2 separate regions of the Mus musculus genome follow, and region 2 is linked to region 1. Evidence: chromatin contacts called from public Hi-C data. All regions are on one chromosome and are shown on one strand. The core of a region is the stretch at or near the end of the contact, and the rest is flanking DNA. Distances in the headings are between cores, read along the strand shown.

Region 1 (5,611 bases), core at 517-3,016:
CATCACGGCTCCTTTAACTCACCTGCCTGCCCTGGGCCTGAGCCCTCTGTGTACCCCAGATGGTAGCTATTCAATGAACAAATATGTGCAGTGCCTGTCTTATTTTTCAGACATAGCAAGAAACTTACTCAGGTGCCCTGGACCTCCTTTCATCTTAAGCAATGCATCTCCTGTTACCCTTTGAGAGCTTTCTCCCCCCGTTAGCTTGTTCTGTGCAGATCCAGGGGCATTTCCTTATCCCCAGGCACCTAATAGGCAAAATAGTTCCTGCCGGCCCGTGTGTATTCATTCCCTGTGCCTCTGTAACAATTGACTATGTTCTTAAGACTGGAACATGGCAAATGTATCGATTTCCAAACCAGAACCTGACACGGGCTCCACAGAGTCATAGCTGGGAACTCTGCTCCTGGCTGCAGGCTTCAGGGAGGGTCTGTCTGTTTCTTTGCTTGTTCTGGATGGCAGAACTCAGTTGCTGGAGTTGTAGGATTAATGTCCCCAGTTCCTGGTGGCTGTCAGCAGAGGGCAATAGTCAGATGTTTATAACATTTGACCTGATGTTCTTCCTCTATCCTCCCGGTCAGCTGTGGGTCAAGCTAGCCTCGGCCAGCAAACCTCTGCTCTTTCTTTGGTCTCTAACTCAGACACAGCTGGAAAAATCCTCCCCTTTCAAGGGCTTGTTATTAGGTTGGGTCCAGCCTGATAATCTGGGATAATCTCATCTCAGTATCTACTCCCTTCTCCCAAACTACAAAAGCCCTGTGTGGTACAGGGCAGCACGTGATTGGCCCCCAGCATTTGATGTGGACATCTGTGGTGGCTGTTGTTCTGCCTAGCCCAGCACTTCACAGGTCTTTCCTTGAAAGGAACCCCACATGGTGGGTATATCTGGGAAGGCAACTCCTGTGGCCAAGCACACACAGCAGGCAGGAAAAGCTGTCTTCTCCCAGCCTTGCATTCACCAGCCTGGCCAAGGCTGTGTGGGCTCTGATGTTTTAGGACACTGCCAGTAGGCTCAGCTTTGAAGTATGATAAGGAAATGGAAAGTTTATAAAAACAAGCTGGGCATGGTGGCTGACACCTATAATTCCAGCACTCATACAAGCTGGAGCAGGAGGATTGCTGCCAGTTCATGATCTGTATGGGCTGTGGTGTGAGACCCTCTGGGAAGAAAAACAAAGGAAAGAAGGAAGGGAAAAAAGGAAGGAAGGAAGGGGAAAAAAGGAAGGAACGAAGGGAGGGAGGGAGGGAGGGAGGGAGGAAGCTCTATTAGCATTCTGTTGCTGACATAAGCGATTCATTCTTCTCTTTATAATTATCCTTCTTTGGTAAGAGAATCCAGGTTTATTTTGGGCTCATGTGAGCTCAAAGACGATGGGCCATGTTCACAGGGGGCCTCCTATGGACATCTAGACCATCGATGTCCATAATCCATGGGTCACACCTTAACCCAGTCAGATTGTGAACTGGCAGCAATCCTCCTGTTCCAGCTTGCATGAGTGCTGGAATTACAGGTGTCAGCTCCCATGCCCAGTTTGTTTTTTATCAACTTCCATTTGCTTTATTAGACTTCAAAGCTGAACCTACTGGCAGTGTCCTAAGACACCAGAGCTTGTGAATGCAAGGCTGGAAGAAGACGAACTTCCCTGCTCATGCTTGGCCGCACAAGTGATCTATTAAGTGAGAGTCTCCCCAGTTCCCTACTCAAAGTCTCCAACTGTAATTAAACCACAGCAGCCCGGGCAGGATGCCCCATAGAGCAATTCCTCAAGGAATAGAACTGTGGCCAGGAAAGGAAGCCTGCAGCATGAGCTGGCCAGTTATGTCACAGCAGAGTAAATGAATGAGCTGGTCAGAAAGGTTACACTTTTTCTAAGTCTTGGGGATTTGTCTGAAAGGCCAAACAATGATTTTCATAATGATCAAATAGAATCTAGGACAAAAGGTACCCACACTACCCCCAAATAGAAATGACACTCCCGTACTGCTGAACTGAAGAATTCTCAGTCCAAACTGTGAACTTCTAAAGTAAATTTAACTTGGGGTTGGCGACTTATCTCAGTGCTAGAGAGGTTACTTAGCAAATGCAAGGCCCTGAGTTCCGTCTTCAGCTCTAGGGGACGGGAGGGAGGCAGTAGATTTATCTTTCCAATTTCAAAATTCATCACACATCAGAAAATGTATAAATCCCAGAAGGATAAAGACACGTTCCCACCAGCGGAAGCCTCGCTGTCTCTTCACATGTTCCTTATTTCCACTGAAGAGGTGACTTCCACCTGGGTCTTCCATGACATTTAAAAGCCAATTTGTTGAAGGTCACCCAGCGGTAAGCTAATTGGCTTAAACATCCTGTTTTCAAACTCTCTTTCTAGCATCTAAAAATCATTTAAGGGATGAGCCCAAAATAGCAGGAGCCAGGAGGCTGTAGAATAACCATTGTGGGTTGGAGTTTAGAACGGTTATGAATTCTAGCAGGGGCTTAGTGCCTGCTGTTGCTGTGTTCTCAGAGGGGAGAGCCCCATCAAAGACGTGGCAAAGAACAAGAACAAAAAGATGTAAAAGCTTTGTGTCTGTCTGACGTCATCTCCCAGGGCATCCGAGGTTGTTTCTCGCCCACCAAGACCTTGCATTCCTGCTTCTAATGCTTAGAATTATTGTTTGCAATAGGACCAGCTCAAAAAAAAAAAAAATAGTGTAGAGGAAGGAAGAGCAGAAAGCAGATACCTGAAGGATATGCAGGTGTCTTATGGGTCCCATGAGCCAAACTGCAGCCTAGCCATCAGAGGGGCCAGACTTCTTGCTGCTGGCAGGTCTGGACAGTTTGGGATTGGGGTTCAGGCTCGGGGTTGGTTTTGTTTTGTTTGTTCTGGGCTCCTCTTGCCTGCCCTTACTTTCTCTTTTAGCACTTCTGTGCCTGGTAGCACACCCACCAAACCCATTTTGTGTACCTGGATAAAGTACAGCTCCTTGTGGGTTTTGTTCTGTTCAGAAACTCAGCCAATGAGAAGTGAGATCTTAATCCTCTTCCTAAATTTGTATAGAAAGACCCCTGATGGGTCAGCTGACTAAGTGTAGGCGGAATGAACAAGGCGGGCAGGTGCCAGTCTTAGAGTACTGAGGGTGGTACAGAGGAAGAGACCGGAGACTTGCAGTAAGCTGCGGAGCCCCCACAGGTGTCTTGGAGGCTGACTAAAGAGCCTCACATTGGATTCTAGGCTGTGCACCCAGGCCTGGGTGAGAATGGACAGACAGGAAGGTGGACGTTCATATTCATCACTTTATTTGCAGCAGGTACCTGGGCACCATTCTCTGAAGATTGAGTCAGTACTATGCCCTAGAAGATGAGGGCTGATGCTAAATCGGGCACTTTAAAGTCCTGTTTTTAAATTGATTATATCTTGTAGTTATCGTCATCGTGTACCGTGTTAACACTGGGCACTATAGTAGGGACATTTTTATTTGGGCAGTCCTACTGTGCACAAGATTTAAGAACCCCTGTGTGTCAGGTGAGGCATGGGCCAAGAAACTGTGGTTGGATGCTGGCTGACAGGAAGCTCTTCTGTGAATTTTATTTTCATATATACCCTCTTTGCTTGTGTCATTGTGAACTTGTCTAAAGACACTTCGCTATATGGCAGCCTTTTGGATGCATACGTATAACGGAGTGCTAGAATGTCTGTTCTGAATCTTAGAGGGTGTTGAAATCGACTACTTTTGTATTATTTTCAGCTACACTGAGTAGCAGAAACTCAGCCAACAAGCGGCGGGGAAGCAAAGAGCCTCTGCCACCTGCCATAAGGAATATTTAGGCATGACTTGTAATTTCTGTGGTGGTGGTTGAAACGTGAGCAAGTGTTTCCAGAGGGTTCCAGAAATATCCCTTAAAGGTGCTATGAGTACTGAAAGGACTGACTTCCCCATTTCACCAGCTTTTTTCATAGATGCTGCAAAAGGAAAGGCCCATTCGGCTTCAGAATCAAAATCCAGTGAGGGCGGTAGAAGCCAGTATTGGCATAGGCTTTTCTGATGCAGGGGGTTGGCTCCCTAGAAACCTCTCCTTGTTCTATTCTTGTGACAGACATGGGCATTTGATCTATGTCTGTTTCATCCAGAAGGAAATGGAGTTTAGGATCCATGAAATGCATGTCAAATTATTTGGATCTAAACTAATGTGATTTTCTGAAGTGTTTGTGAAATACTCCTTTGGATGCAAACTGTAATGAGCGAGACATCTAATTAGCACACTGGGCTAAGCAGAAAGAGCTAGACATTGTCGAGATAGCAGAGCAGCACGTGGCTGCAGTGTGCAGAATTCAGGAACAAGCCAGAGTGGACAAGTTCAAACCCCAGCCTCACCACTCACTTGACTTCACTCAACCTACCCGCTTCTAAGTTTCCTTCTAGTAAAGTTGAAGGCCAGCAGTGACCTAGAGCTGTTTTAAGGATGAATAGTAGTTGAGCACGAATAGTATCCTCTGGCCATAGGAAATGACATTCACCGCCTGGAGCATGTGCCCTTGATGTGTGGGCCCAGCTACTGGGTATGTTGAGCACAGCGGCTTCATCTGCAGGCCAGGCTGGGAAGGAGGCGGGGCATATGACCAGGCTTTTCCTGCATTCTATAATTCTCCACTTCCTGATGCTTTCTGCATGTCTTTGCCCTCTCACGAGTAGGGAAGCCAACAACAGTGAGAAGCTGAGATACCCTGGAAGCTGTGCTCTACCAACAGATAGGGAGCCCAGCAAAATGGGAGGAGGGAGGCAGAGGGCCCACAGCCTGCAGCTCAGCGCATGCTCAGAACTGTCAGGGCGTCTCTGTTCATCAGCTATCAACCGCAGGCCGAGGACTGCCATGAGCAGCTTGAAACCCGTGGGGTGCCATTCGTGGAAGCCAAGAACCCCTGATAATTGAGCACCAGAGGAAGAGCTTTGACCTTGAAGAAGTGAACCCGGTGCAGTCAGAAACAATTTGACCGCTTTCCGAGGTGCAATTGGATGTCTGGGGCCGCAGAGCTGAGTGTCCCTGAAAGGAAAATGAGACGAAGGATATCTTGGCTAGTGATATATTTGGAAGTGAAGACGGCTCACTTGCCCTTCTGCCTCTCCCTAGTCATCCTCAGAAGACTGCCGAGTTTCTATAATTCCTAAGAAATTATCTATCTTAAATACAGAGATGGTCTGATTTCACTCGTACATTTGGATAGTTTTGAGATCCAAAGGAGGCACTCAACATAACTAAAGTTGTATAATTTTCCTTGGAAGATTGTTTGGCAGCTTCTTAACAAGACTAAAAATATGCTTACCATACGTATGATTCATCATTTAACCACTTGGTACTGGCCCAAATGTGTTGAAAAAAAAGTTTCCATAGAAATTGCACACAGGGATGCTTATAGCAGCATTGATCCTAATTGACAAAACGTATCAGCAGCCAAGACGTCCTTCAGATGGTACATGAGTTTTAAAATTAGCATTCTACACTAAAAACAAGTGAGCTATCAAGGCACGAAAAGGCATGGAAGACTCCCCGGTGTATATACTATGCGGAGCTGTCTGAAATGTTCATACTAATGGATCAATTACGTGTGTTCCTCAGCTTATAGCAAGGCTCAAT
Region 2 (5,165 bases), core at 110-2,609, 230 kb after region 1:
CAGCACATATGCAAGGCCAGAGGACAATTTGTGAGAGTTGGTTCTCTTTCTTCTACCACATGGGACCCAGAGGTGGAACTGCTATCAGATTTGGCATCAAGTACCTGTACCTGTTGAGCCATCTCACCAGCCCGTCATTGTAAAGTTCATTGTTCCATGGAGGCCAAGAAATTCCTGTTCCTGAATGAGATTTGTTCCGTGGCTGTTAAAAATTACTTTCTGCCATTTTATAAACTAGGTTCTCTAAAGCACATTAATGCCTTACAATTTCTTGAAGGAGAAAACTATACAATAGGTTCAACACACCATTTCAAGAAACTCTCTAGAAAAGACTGCTAGATGAGGAGATGGGAAATTAAACTCAGAAGCCAGAAACTGCTCTGGACCCTACTATGCATGGCTATAGACCAAGGCAAGTTTTCAGACCAGAAAAATCCCACACTCTAATGAATAATGCAAGCAAAAGCATCTAGAATGTGAACTTCTCAAAGGCAGAGAATAAGTCATTGCCAGTCTACAATGTCTACGTTTATTGACAGAAGCATGCAGTAAGCGTTTCTAATTAACACTCCTTCCTGCTATAATCCAAATGTAAAGATTGATTTTTTTATAACGAGCCACAAAATAGCATGTGAGATTACTCAGTATAATGACTCACACAGTGATGGACGGATGCTATCACCATTGATCCAAGTTTCTAAATCTAAACACTGGTGTGCAGATGTTTGTCTGAAAGGCATGCCTAGTTTCTGTCTGGTGGAATAGATAACTCACAGAGGTTTTCACTTACTGCTCTGTAGGAGATTAAGTAATTTTGAATGTACCTCATTCATATGCCAGTCTTTTCCTTTCTTTTTTTTCTTTTAGATGTATCTTGTGCATGAATGTTTTGCCTACATGTATGTATGTGCACTATGTCATTAGCTCCTGGTGCTGGCAGAGGTCAGAAGAAGGGGTCAGATAAATCCCTTAGATCTGGAGTTATGGGTGTTTGTGAACTGCCCTGTGGGTGCTGATAATGGATGCTGGGTCCTCCACAAGAGCACGGATGTTCTTAACTGCTGAGCCATCTCTCCCACACCCAAACACTGTTCCTCATGTTCTTTCTTATATTTTAACTTCTAGGTCCCCTCATAATGAGCTGAGAAGAATGTTTGACATGCCCAGTTTATTGATACAAGAAGATCCTAACTCTACACACTAGCCAGTCTTTGCCTGGTCATGCTAAATTCATGACAGTTGTTTTATTTTTTTTCCCATTGGTTTATTAGATCACTTTATAGCCCAGGCTGGTCTTAACCATGCAAACCTTCTGACTCAGCCTCCCTAGGGCTGGGATTATGGGTATGTACCACAACTCCCAAAGCATCACAGTTCTTCTGCACATCTTCTTCTAATCACTTTCAGCTCATAAACTGATGTTGAAATGACTAAGGTAACTCGGTCCTGTTATGACTCAATTTTATATTTGCTTAGGCAATTCTCAGCCCTCTGACCTCCCTGAAGTGATCACATTTGCCTTGGCAACATAGTTGACATTTTCATGGCCTTGGCCATGACCCATCCAGATGTATTAACCAAAATAATTAAGCTAAAGTAATTAGAAAAAAATATAGGTAAAAAGATAAATGGCATGTTACGTCTAAGATAACTACCATGCTTTGCCAGGAATGAATGTTTCAAGGTTACTCTGACCCTCATCCAACTTGGATGTAAATTATGGTCTGTGGCTTTTTGCCTACAAAATTCTGTACCACTGAACTTGGGTACCAAGAGATTTCATATGCACAACTCGGCTCTTCGTGGTCTGGCTATCAATAAAAAGGACTTAAAACTTTTAACTGGCTTAATCAACATGGTTGCCAATACTTATCTTGCGTGGATCATTACTGTGTCACTTGTTGAAGTTGACATGAACATAGTGTAAGAAGTTTGTTACCGGCTTTACTCTCCTTTGAGATTGCTGTAGTTAGGTTTTGTTCCCCCACAGTTCTGACCAAAGGCCTGACAGAGACAATGTCATGGAAGAATGTTGTATTTTGACTCACCTTTTCAGAGGGATCAGCTGTAACCACTGGCTCCTCGCCTACTGTGAGTGTGTGTTGGCAGGACTTCTTCAGGGCACACTGGAGGCAGGGAACACAGAAAAATACTGAGACTACAGAGGATGCAGAAAGAGGTAGGGGTGGATACAGTTCCCAAGAGCATTCCCATAGTAACCATATTCAAGCTAGATCTTACTTCCTAAAATTTCCACCACCTCCCCTAGTACTGCCACCAGCTAGGGAGCAAGTGTTCAAAACATGTGAAGAATACTTCCTATTAAGAGTGATAAAAGATAAACGTTATCCACTTCATATGTCCCACAAACTGTGGTCATCATGAAAGCAAATATAGGCATCCCTTCCTTAGTGTAATTAGAAACAGGTGGGCAACAGATCTGTGGTTGATGATTAGAGTATTTTACTTTAATTAATCTTTATTATTTTTATTTGTGCATGTGTGTGTGTAAGTTAATGCTAAACTTGTATGGGTACCAATGGCCACTGGAAGTAGAGTTACAGGCAGATGTCAGCTGCCCAATATGGGAACTGGGTACTGAACTCAGGTGCTCTGAAGGCAAGACATACACTCTACTGCTCAACCTCTTCTCCAGCCCATCTCCTTTCTTAAAATTGTGAGTTATATTTTTATTTATGTATATGGTATGTTTCTGTGTGAGTGAAGGCCACATGTATGAAGTATTCTAGCATGCTAGACTACTCTTGAAAATAGATAGATGGATGGGCATACATGAAGAGCCATGCGATTGCTAAAGGAGTTGATAAGTTTGACTGGGAAAATCAGAGACACTATGGTAGGCCAAGTATTAACTAGACCTAGAAGGGTAAATGGGGTTGTCCTCGTTTGAATTCCCAAAGGCAATCTGGAGAGGAAATGCTTTATTTCAGCCCACCTGTTCTACCCCTTCACTGCAGGAAGCCAGGGCAGGAGCTCGAGGCAGGAAACTAGAGACAGGAACTGAGGCAGTGGCCCCGAGGAGATCTGTGTCCTTTGTGCTTGCTAAGCCAGCTTGCTCATACAACCAGGAACCACCTGTGCAGGCATGGCACTGCCCACGCAGGCTGGACCCGCCCACAGCAGATTGGACCCGCCCACGGCAGGTTGGACCCGCCCATATGAATCATCAATCAAGATCTCATGCACAGGCCAGTCTGGTAGAGGCAATTCTTTTTTTTTTTTTTTTTTTTTTTTTTTTTTTTTTTTTTTTTTTTTTCTTTTTTGGTTTTTCGAGACAGGGTTTCTCTGTGTAGCCCTGGCTGTCCTGGAACTCACTTTGTAGACCAGGCTGGCCTCGAAATCAGAAATCCACCTGCCTCTGCCTCCCAAGTGCTGGGGTTAAAGGCGTGTGCGTGCTGGCTGAGGCAATTCTTTGAGGTTCTCTCTTCCCAAGTATGTCAAGTTGACAACTAAGATTAGCCATCACAGGGGCTTTTAGAACTGACAAAGAAGAGAGAAAAAATTTGCCAGAAGATAGGAAAACAAAAATCAGGAGTGTGCGGGGGCTCAAGCATTCTCATGCATCTGGAACATATACAGGTTTTGTAGGAGAGCTTAAATTCCTAAACTGTCACACAGCTGAGTTTTTCTAGGAAGCAACCTAGTAGTAAACACAAGCCTTAAAAGTCCACCACTTCACCTTGCTAATTCCAGTGCTGAGAATCTACCTGCTGGAGGGCTGACGTGATGGCTGGCACACAAAGCACAGCTTAGATAAAAGGAGCGCATCTAACATGATAGAGAAATAAACATAGTCAAACTGATCAATAGGTGAGCGTTCACTTATGAAGCAAGTGAACAAAATTAGTCTGTGGTGATGAGTCACGACGGGCCCGGAGCTCTTCACTGCGTGAAAGAACATTCTTGATAAAACGTGAATAGGGAACAGAAGCACAAACCCAGCACTGTAGTGGGCGGTTCTTATGCTAAGGTCCTGTTCCCCAATTGTTTCTTTCTTTTTTTTTTTTTTTTTTTTTAGATTTATTTATTTATTATATGTAAGTACACTGTAGCTGTCTTCAGACACTCCAGAAGAGGGAGTCAGATCTTACAGATGATTGTGAGCCACCATGTGGTTGCTGGGATTTGAACTCCGGACCTTCGGAAGAGCAGTCTTACCCACTGAGCCATCTCACCAACCCCCCAGTTGGTTCTTAATCTGTCTGTCTTAGTCAGGGTTTCTATTCCTGCACAAACATCATGACCAAGAAGCAAGCTGGGGAGGAAAGGGTTTATTCGGCTTACACTTCCATACTGCTGTTGATCACCAAAGTATGCAGGACTGGAACTCAAGCAGGTCAGGAAGCAAGAGCTGATGCAGAGGGCATGGAGGGATGTTCTTTACTGGCTTGCTTCCCCTGGCTTGCTCAGCCTGCTCTCTTATAGAACCAAGACTACCAGCCCAGAGATGGCACCATCCACAAGGGGCCTTTCCCCCTTGATCACTAATTGAGAAAATGCCTTACAGCTGGATTTCATGGAGGCGTTTCCTCAACTGAAGCTCCTTTCTCTGTGGTAACTCCAGCTGTGTCAAGTTGACACAAAACTAGCCAGTACACTGTCAGTAAAGAAAGCCATGGACCAATTGTTGAGTGGAAGGGACAGGCAGAACTTCCAGATCCTGGGAGGCAGGCAGAGAGACACAGGAAGGAGAAGGAGTTTTCCATGTTTTGGAGGGGAGAACTGGGCAACCATGTGAGATCTCAAAATGGAGTGGCCACACAGGCAGCTCCTCCAGGCGGGTGGTCAGGGATGTTTGGCAGGAGGGCAGGTGGGAGGAGAGACTGATGAGGGCATGCTTTTCCAGGCCAGTGACACCCAGCAATTAATTGTGTCTTAAGGCAGGTTGAAAAGGAGGAACAACTGTGTGTCTGTGTCTTTTATCTGATGATTCAAGGGAAGCTGCATGGTCATCTCCTGGAGCAAAGATGGATAGAACGTAAAACTACACACAACACAGTTTAGCCTCGGGGCTCTCCCACAGACACGCAATAGACACACAACAGACACTCATGAATAAGGGACTGGAGAAAGATCAGACCTGTGAAGGGGTTATTTTCTTCTTCTTCTTCCCATGTTTCCATTCCCTGTTGTGTAAGTTCTCA

The links. A called contact is a pair of places that touch in the nucleus more often than the background predicts.
Region 2: a Hi-C map of uterus shows a contact between it and region 1, with 2.4 times the contacts expected there. A contact is called at or near these places in 12 of 484 Hi-C or Micro-C datasets (the HL-1 cell line, Sertoli cells, cerebral cortex and 4 more) and 1 of 130 datasets of targeted methods (embryonic stem cells).

Annotation. Positions count from the first base shown.
Region 1 is chr19:23,862,440-23,868,050 of GRCm38.p6, forward strand. The region is part of intron 1 of Apba1 (amyloid beta (A4) precursor protein binding, family A, member 1); the gene reads left to right. Among named protein-coding and RNA genes, the nearest start is that of Gm34076, 52 kb to the right of the region's middle.
Region 2 is chr19:24,089,107-24,094,271 of GRCm38.p6, forward strand. Gm41824 (a long non-coding RNA gene) reads left to right here. Exons shown (of 3, transcript XR_877775.1): 3 at 1,126-1,659. Among named protein-coding and RNA genes, the nearest start is that of Gm41824, 11 kb to the left of the region's middle.